Regions from separate parts of the Pan troglodytes genome. Here region 1 is linked to region 2. A link is a contact called in public Hi-C data. All regions are on one chromosome and are shown on one strand. Each heading gives the region's core, a stretch centred on a gene start, on an enhancer-like site or on the middle of the called end of the contact. The rest is flanking DNA. Distances are from core to core; before and after follow the strand shown.

Region 1 (3,529 bases), core at 778-3,277, 320 kb before region 2:
ACTGCTAATGTCCCCCAATAGGTTAAAAGGTGACTGGTGCCCTCATGCTCCCATCCAAGAATGTGCTGGGAAAGGAAAACCCCGTGTCAGAGCGTATCAGCCCAGTCTGACTCATCTCTGTTATGCTGCTTCAGCACATGAACACGTTGCCACCAAGCACTGGTTCCGCCTCAGGCAGATCAGGAAGTGGGGTGTTTGTTGTTTCTGGGCTGGGGTAAAATGGTGACTCGAAAGAACCACCCCTCCTCTGCTCTCCGTCCCCTTTTCTCCCCTAGACCCCTCACTTCACAGCCGCCCCTACCTGCTTTAGACCCGTTGGCCCCGTTGGCCTCGAAACCCAACAACCTGCCTGCAGTCAGGGCCGGCTCCTTCTTAAACTTGCTCTCGAAGGGCCCCGAGTGGCCGTGCTGGTGCAGCGCCAGCAGCGTGTCGCGCACGGTCTTGGGCCTGTTGACCCAGTCCTGCTCTCCAGACCCGCGGCTCTTGCCCGCACCTTCCGCGCTCAGCTCGGCGGCCCCGGCCGCGGTGGACAGGCTGTCGGCCGGGCCCCGGTGCGCAGGCGGCGGCGGTTGTTTCTCCTTGGCTGCCGCCTCACGCTGCTCGTGCTCCACGGCAGCGCTGCTCGACACGGATGCCGGCCGCTTGTGGGCGCCCAGATCGGTGGGCTGCGCGGAGCCCAGGCTGGCGGCCGCGGTTCCCGACACCGCGGCTAAGGAGGCGGCAGCGCGGCCGCCGAGGCCGAGCGCGGTGGGCAGCGGCGTGGCCGAGCCGTTCATGAGCGGCACCAGGGTGGGCGGCACGGCGTGGCCGCGCCGCGGGTTCGGGCTCTGGCGATTCAGCTCGGGCGGCTCCTCTAGCTTGGAGAAGCCGTTGGGCACCAGGATGCCGTTCACGGGCGGCGGCTGCGGCGTCGGCGGCTGGGCCAGGCTCGCGGCCGGGCGGCTGCTGCCGAAGTCAGAGCCGAGGCGCGGGGGCCTCTCGGCCGCGGCCGCCAGCGGGTAGCGCTCCAAGGCCTGCGGCGCGCGCGGGGCCGCCTCGGGGCCGCCGTGGCCAAGCTGCTGCTGCTGCTGCAAAAGGATGTCCTTGGCGGAGAGCGGCGGCGGCTTGGCGGCGGCCGGGGCCGCGGCGCCGGGTGGGGAGCGACCCTCCGGGAAGCAGCCGTGCGCCCGCTTGAGCTGCCGCGCCGTCTCGATGACGAACTCGACGCGGTCGGCGCCCTCGTAGTTGACGCAGCCGCGGCAGACGGGTTCGGTGAAGTCCCAGATCATGGCCCAGGGCATGCGGGGCAGGTCACACAGGTAGCACGATTGCCGCCGGGACGCGGCCGCCACCGCCACCGCCGCGGCCATGTCCGAGGAGCCCGCGACGCCGGAGGAGGAGGCGGAGGAGGAGGAGGGGGCGCCGCCGCCCCCCACCGGCACCACGCGCGCCCTCCTCCCCCCCCAACCCCGCGTCTCCCCCACCAGCGGCGGCGGCGGCCGCAAAGGCGGCGGCGGCGGCAAAGCCCGCGAAGGCTCGGCGCCCGCGCAGCGCCCCCGGTGCACGAGGGGCGGCGGGCGCGAGGTGAGGGGCTGCAGCCGCGGCAGCAGTTCCCCCCGGCCGGCCCGGGCACGGGCGGGCGGCGCGGTGCGGCGGGGCGGCGGGCGCGGCGGCGGGGGCTCGGCCGGAGCCGCGGCGGGCCTCCAGACCGGGGCGAAGACGGGCCGCGCGGGCGCGGGGGAGCGCAGCAGGTCGCGGCGGCGGCCGGCACGGAGTGCGGGGCGGGGGGCGGGGAGGCCGGGGGGGCAGGGGGCGGGGGGCGGCCGCCGGGGCAGGCTCAGCCCGAGCGGCGGGGCATGCCGCGCCGGGGTGGCGGCGGCCGGGCGGCGTGGAGCTCGGGCGCGGCGCGGGCCCCGGGTCGCTCCGCCGCTCTCTCACAGCTCCTGGCGTCGCCGCTCTCCAGCGCCAGCGTCAGCGGCCAGCCCGCCTCAGCTCCGCCGCCGCCACCGTCGCTGCTGCTGCTGCCGCCGCGACCGCTCCACTTCTACAGACTTGATTCTTCGACAGTCTCGCACGGCGCCTGCGCGGGCCCCCTCCCCTCGTGCGCGTGCCCGCCCTCCCGCGCGCGCGCTCCCCCTCCCCCCGCGCGCCGAAGGAGCGCTGCCGGGAGAGCCGGCTCTGCGGCGCCCGCCCGCCCGCGGGGCAGCGCAGCAGCGCAGCGCCGGTGTTCCCTTCGGAACACCGCGCAAAGTGATCGTGTGCTTTTCCTCCACTTTCCCTCACTTCGCGCCCCACCCGGCTGTCCCGACCACCCTCAGGATGTTTTTCTCTAGTGTGCCTCTGGGCCAAATCGTGCTAAAAATCATTTCTTTTTCTTTTATGCAAGGACACTTTGTCACTTGGTTTCCGTCAGTCTCCTGAGAATGGGGAATTTAGGTCTAGCGTGGTTCACAGTTCTGGTTTTTTAGGAGTTATACTTGAAAGCTCAATGTCGGACACGTAAGCATGAAATCCGTCACTGGTGCTTTGCATTTGTCTTGGAAAGGACATACGCGCCGCCTGTCCCTTTTACTAACTAGGGAGACTGTGAATATTCCCAAGCCCAGCACCACGTGCACGCGCCGCCAGCTGGCTCGCGCGTTTTCCACGGAGCCCTCTGGAGGGGAGGGAGCGCGGTTCGGACTAGCCTCTCCCGAACACCAAGTGCTGCTCTTAGCCCCGTCCAGCCCTCCCCCGCGCCAGTCGCCCCGGCCGCCTTATGTAGGTATGCGCGGCGGGCGCGTGACGTGGGCGCGGGGCCGTGGGCGGCCGCCGCCGCGAGTGCGCACGCTCCGCGCAGACGTGCCTCGGCGCCGCTGGCACTAGGGCCTCGTGGAACGAATGCACATTCCAGGGATCCGGGGTCTACGGCCAGCGCGGCCGCGTCACAGCGCAGGCTCCACCCCCTTCGGCGAGTCTAGGCGTCGAGGCGCCGCCCCCGGGCCCGAACTTGGACTCGAGGTGGCGGGAGGCGAGGGCGCGAGTCGGGGGGGGGGTCCTGCTCGCCTCCGCGAGGTCCCCGAGGGCCGTGGGGGCGACCGGCTGGCTGGTTCGCCCGCCGTCGCGCAGGGCGGGCCGCCGACGGAGGCGGACTTGCGCCCTATATGCCACCCAGGCCGGGATGAGCCCAGCCCAGCCGCCCGGCCTGCAGCTCTGCCACCGTTGGCAGCCTCAGACTCAGCCCAGACTGAATTGAATGCTTGAGTTTCACACTTTTATCGGGAGGAGGAGCTGGTGTGTGTTATGGTAAATCACTTTGGGCTGGTCGTTAGTCTCCCTAATACACGTAGGCTTAGTCGCTCTTCAATTGGGATTTTTACACTTAAGCTCTTTAAGGGCGGCCTCTGGAGCTGCTTTTGTTGGGAACACAGGCCCACAACTGTCCCTTGAGACTGGAATGAGCTGGTTAAGTGTGGGAAGAACAGGGTACTAATTATATTATCTTTCCTACAACTGGATTGGTAGGTGGAGAGAAAAAAAAATCATGCTGACGTTTCTCTCTAGTCGTTGC
Region 2 (3,427 bases), core at 315-2,814:
CTCGGCACATGCCACCGAAGGCCCTCCATGGGTCAGGCCTCGTGCTAGGCACTAGGAAGACAAAAAAACGGGTGAGAATTTGTTTTTATCATTGAGAAGCTCAGAGGAAAAATCTGGGCAGCAAACAAATGGGCCAAATCTGGCCAGCAGCTGTTTTTGTAAATAAAGTGTTATTAGAACACAGCCATGCCATTTACTATCAGGCCCTTTGCAGAAGACATCTGCTGGCCTTGCCCTAGGTAGTAGAGGCCTCAAGGCCCTTGGCCTTGTCCACTGCCAACAGCACACAGCCCCTTGCTAAGTGCTCAACAAACGCATCCTCAAGGCTCCAGAAACTCTCTGGAGTCAGGCTCACTGGTGGAGAAGAACTCCTTCTCTTTATCTAATATTAAAATAAGTGTGCATTTTCCTCCAAGCAAATGTGTGCCACCAGAAGAGGCAGCACAATATCCAGCAGCTGTTGGTGACCTCTCTACAGACATGACGGACTCATTTCCGGGACCAGCCCCTTATACAGAGACTTCCATCCAGCATCCTCACAGTGTCTGGCCTGGGCTGTACAAATCCAGAGACCTAGAAACAGAAACTGTGATTCCTCTCGAGAAGTGAGGCTGCTATGTGGCTGGCGTGCACACCACACTGCCAGCTTCAGGCTCTATTGCCTTATCTTAAATTACAAACTCTACCAGAAGAAAATGTCACCCTTCTGCTGAGGTCTGGAAGGCTTTGTGTGTGTTAACAATCGTCTTGGAACCTGCGCTCAAGACGACCTCAAGCACACTTTGTTCTTCAGCTCTGGACATGTCGTGGCCGTCAGGGTGAAGAGAGAGATGAGAACAGAGGCTTGGACAGGACAGCCCTGGCTGACCAGTCAAGTGTAGAAGACACATACATACATTTCCTTTTTTCCTTTTCTTTTTCAACTTTTATTTTAGAGTCAGGGAGTACTTGTGCAGGTTTGTTACAAAGGTATATAGCATGATTCTGAGCTTTGGGGTATGACTGGCACCCAGGTAATGGGCATAGCACCCAACAGGTAGTTTTTCAGCCCTTGCCCCTCCTCCCCTGTCCCTGGTCTAGTAGTCCCCGGTGACTATTGTTCCCATCTTTATTCATGATAGCAAAAACACAGAATCAACCCAGGTTCCCATCAATGGTGAATTGGATAAAGATGTGGTTCATATACACCGTGGAATACTACACAGCCATAAAAAAGAATGAAATCAGGTCTTTTGCAGCAACATGGATGTGGCTGGAGGCCATTAACCTAAGCGAATTAATGCAGGAACAGAAAACCAAATACATCATGTTCTCACTTATCAGTGGGAGCTAAACACATACCTTTCGGAAGGCACCAGAACACTGGTTTGTTCCTGCTTTGTCTTGGCACCAACCCACTTGGCCCCTGACTCATCTTTCTCTACAACACTCCTGTTTGCTTTTCCCTACCATGGAGAAGGTATGTCTCAGTGGAAGAACTATGGGAGGTATTCAGCCCAAACATCCTCTAAGACAGTAAAGTGTTAACAGCTTAGAAAGAGCTGCAGACTATTAAAATGTGAGCTGCGTTAGTCAGCTGAACCGAGAATTCTCATCCTGGCCCTTGCTCTTGGAGGGAATGCATGCCTTAGTGCTTACTCAGCTCTTAAACAGGGTTTGTTGTTTTCTGTGTTTTTGTTTCCCGTGACTGTGTGTGTTTGACTTTTTTTAAACTGTGGTTTAAGAAAAAAAAAAAAGTTGATCAGTAAGTCAAAGTGTCAGAACTGTCTGGGTTGAAGCAGGCACTCATAGGGAAGCAGGAAGACCAGTCTGTAGGTTTAGGGGAGGGGAGCAGAGGAAACAGAATTTTCATTCCACACCAAGCCTGCAAAATCATACAGACAGGAGAGCCCAGACAAAGCTAAATGTCATTTTCTTTATCCTAATTTATTGATTTCTGCTGGCTGTCGGGAGCTCTCGGGGAGGAAGCGTGCTGAGTCCATAGCTAATGCTTTTCGTTGTTCTCACAGTTAGTGGGCCCTGGAGCTTGGGGAAGGGGGTGGCATAAGTGCAGGGAAATGGTGATGAGATGCAAAAGAATCATGGTGGCCAGAGCAGAAAATGTGTGCTCGCATTTCTCTCTCTGCAGTGTTTCTGAAATGGCCTCTTCATTTACTTGAAAGAGACCTCATGCCAAAAAATGCATAGCATCATCCCCCACCTGCTCAGTCATGCCTTGAATCTCAAGCCCAGAAACGCAACTGCTGCCGGTGGGGGGTGCACCCAAAAAATCCTCATCCCGAGAACACCTGTTAAAAAGTCCACGATGGCAGAAATCCCTGGTGCTGCATGGAGAATCTCCACTCAGGTGCGTCACCCCCTAGACGTTAGGAAGGTCCAGGGGCAGGCGTGCGGTGGGGTCAGTGAGACACGCAGGTTCAAGGTTGTTCTACAACCCTGAGAGAAATGTCTGGGCCTCAGAACGTCAAGAGAGCTGGTTCTTCAGAGTTCTATTTTCCATTCCGCTACTTTGAGAGGGATGTGGGCTTTCATTGTGCTCGTTATTTTCATGAAAACTCATTACAAAACTGAAACCAACATCACAGAACAATGAGGAATCACCAGCCCATTGAACAAGTGCAGAGCGGCACCTATGACCACTGCAATGCTTCCTTTCCAAAGCTCTTTTGCTCTTGCGTGGAGTGGCCCCCGCCACGGGCTTTCCCAGGTCACACCTGCTCCACACTTCTCTCCAGGTGCCTCTGTCCCCTGAGGCCTCACCTCGGGTCCGGGTCACCCTGCACAAACAGCCCCTGGGCGGGCACACAGCACTGACTCTGCTGCAGTCTCCAGGTTCCCGAAGCCAGCTGCCTACTGGACGTCGCACCCTTGAAGTCCCACCAATGCATCCCCAACAGGGTCTCCTCCACGGCCCCCCTTCCTGGTGAAGTCTGATCAGCTTCCAGCCACACAGATGTGAAGACTCATTGTCTCCAAGGAGCCCCAGAGTCCTGTTGACTCCCCTTCTGAATGTCTCCTCATTCTGACCTCCTCCTTCTCACACCCACTGCCCTCCACCCAGCCTGGCCTCAGCCCAGAAGGGCCTCCTCTCCAGCCTCCGTCCGGATCTCTGTCACCTCACCTGTACTCTGCCCTCCACCTCACCTCTACCCTGCCCTCCGCCTCCCTCTGGAAGGCTGCTGTCCTCCTCCGGGGTCCTTCACTGCTCACTGAACCACCTCTCAGTCTGGCCTTCACGGACCCAAATCTACCAACTCACTTTTCTCTTATTCTCTAACACCAAGCCTCAACACCATCAGGCTGTCCCCTGCCACTCCATGAACGTCCGTCCCTCATATCTGTGTCCCCACCATCATCTTACTTAAAATGCCTCTCCCTCTGATCTGCCCATTCAACGCCTCATCAAAGCCCAATTCCAGTCCCTCCC

What was found. Hi-C and Micro-C count contacts between places; a contact is called where the count stands out from the background.
Region 1: a Hi-C map of stem cell-derived neural progenitor cells shows a contact between it and region 2, with 5 times the contacts expected there. The contact joins the promoter of IRF2BP2 here to the enhancer-like site in region 2. A contact is called at or near these places in 1 of 7 Hi-C or Micro-C datasets (stem cell-derived neural progenitor cells) and 1 of 1 datasets of contacts at active chromatin or transcription factors (stem cell-derived excitatory neurons).

What each region holds. Positions count from the first base shown.
Region 1 is chr1:14,566,608-14,570,136 of NHGRI_mPanTro3-v2.0_pri, reverse strand. IRF2BP2 (interferon regulatory factor 2 binding protein 2) reads right to left here and starts at 2,027. Exons shown (of 2, transcript XM_525097.8): 1 at 302-2,027. The coding sequence starts at 1,349.
Region 2 is chr1:14,249,803-14,253,229 of NHGRI_mPanTro3-v2.0_pri, reverse strand. No RefSeq gene overlaps it. Among named protein-coding and RNA genes, the nearest start is that of TOMM20, 210 kb to the right of the region's middle. Within about 2 kb of position 1,564, at least 6 of the 24 cell types and tissues checked have an H3K27ac peak or open chromatin away from gene starts, as enhancers often do. A contact at or near this core is called in stem cell-derived neural progenitor cells, where this site is marked.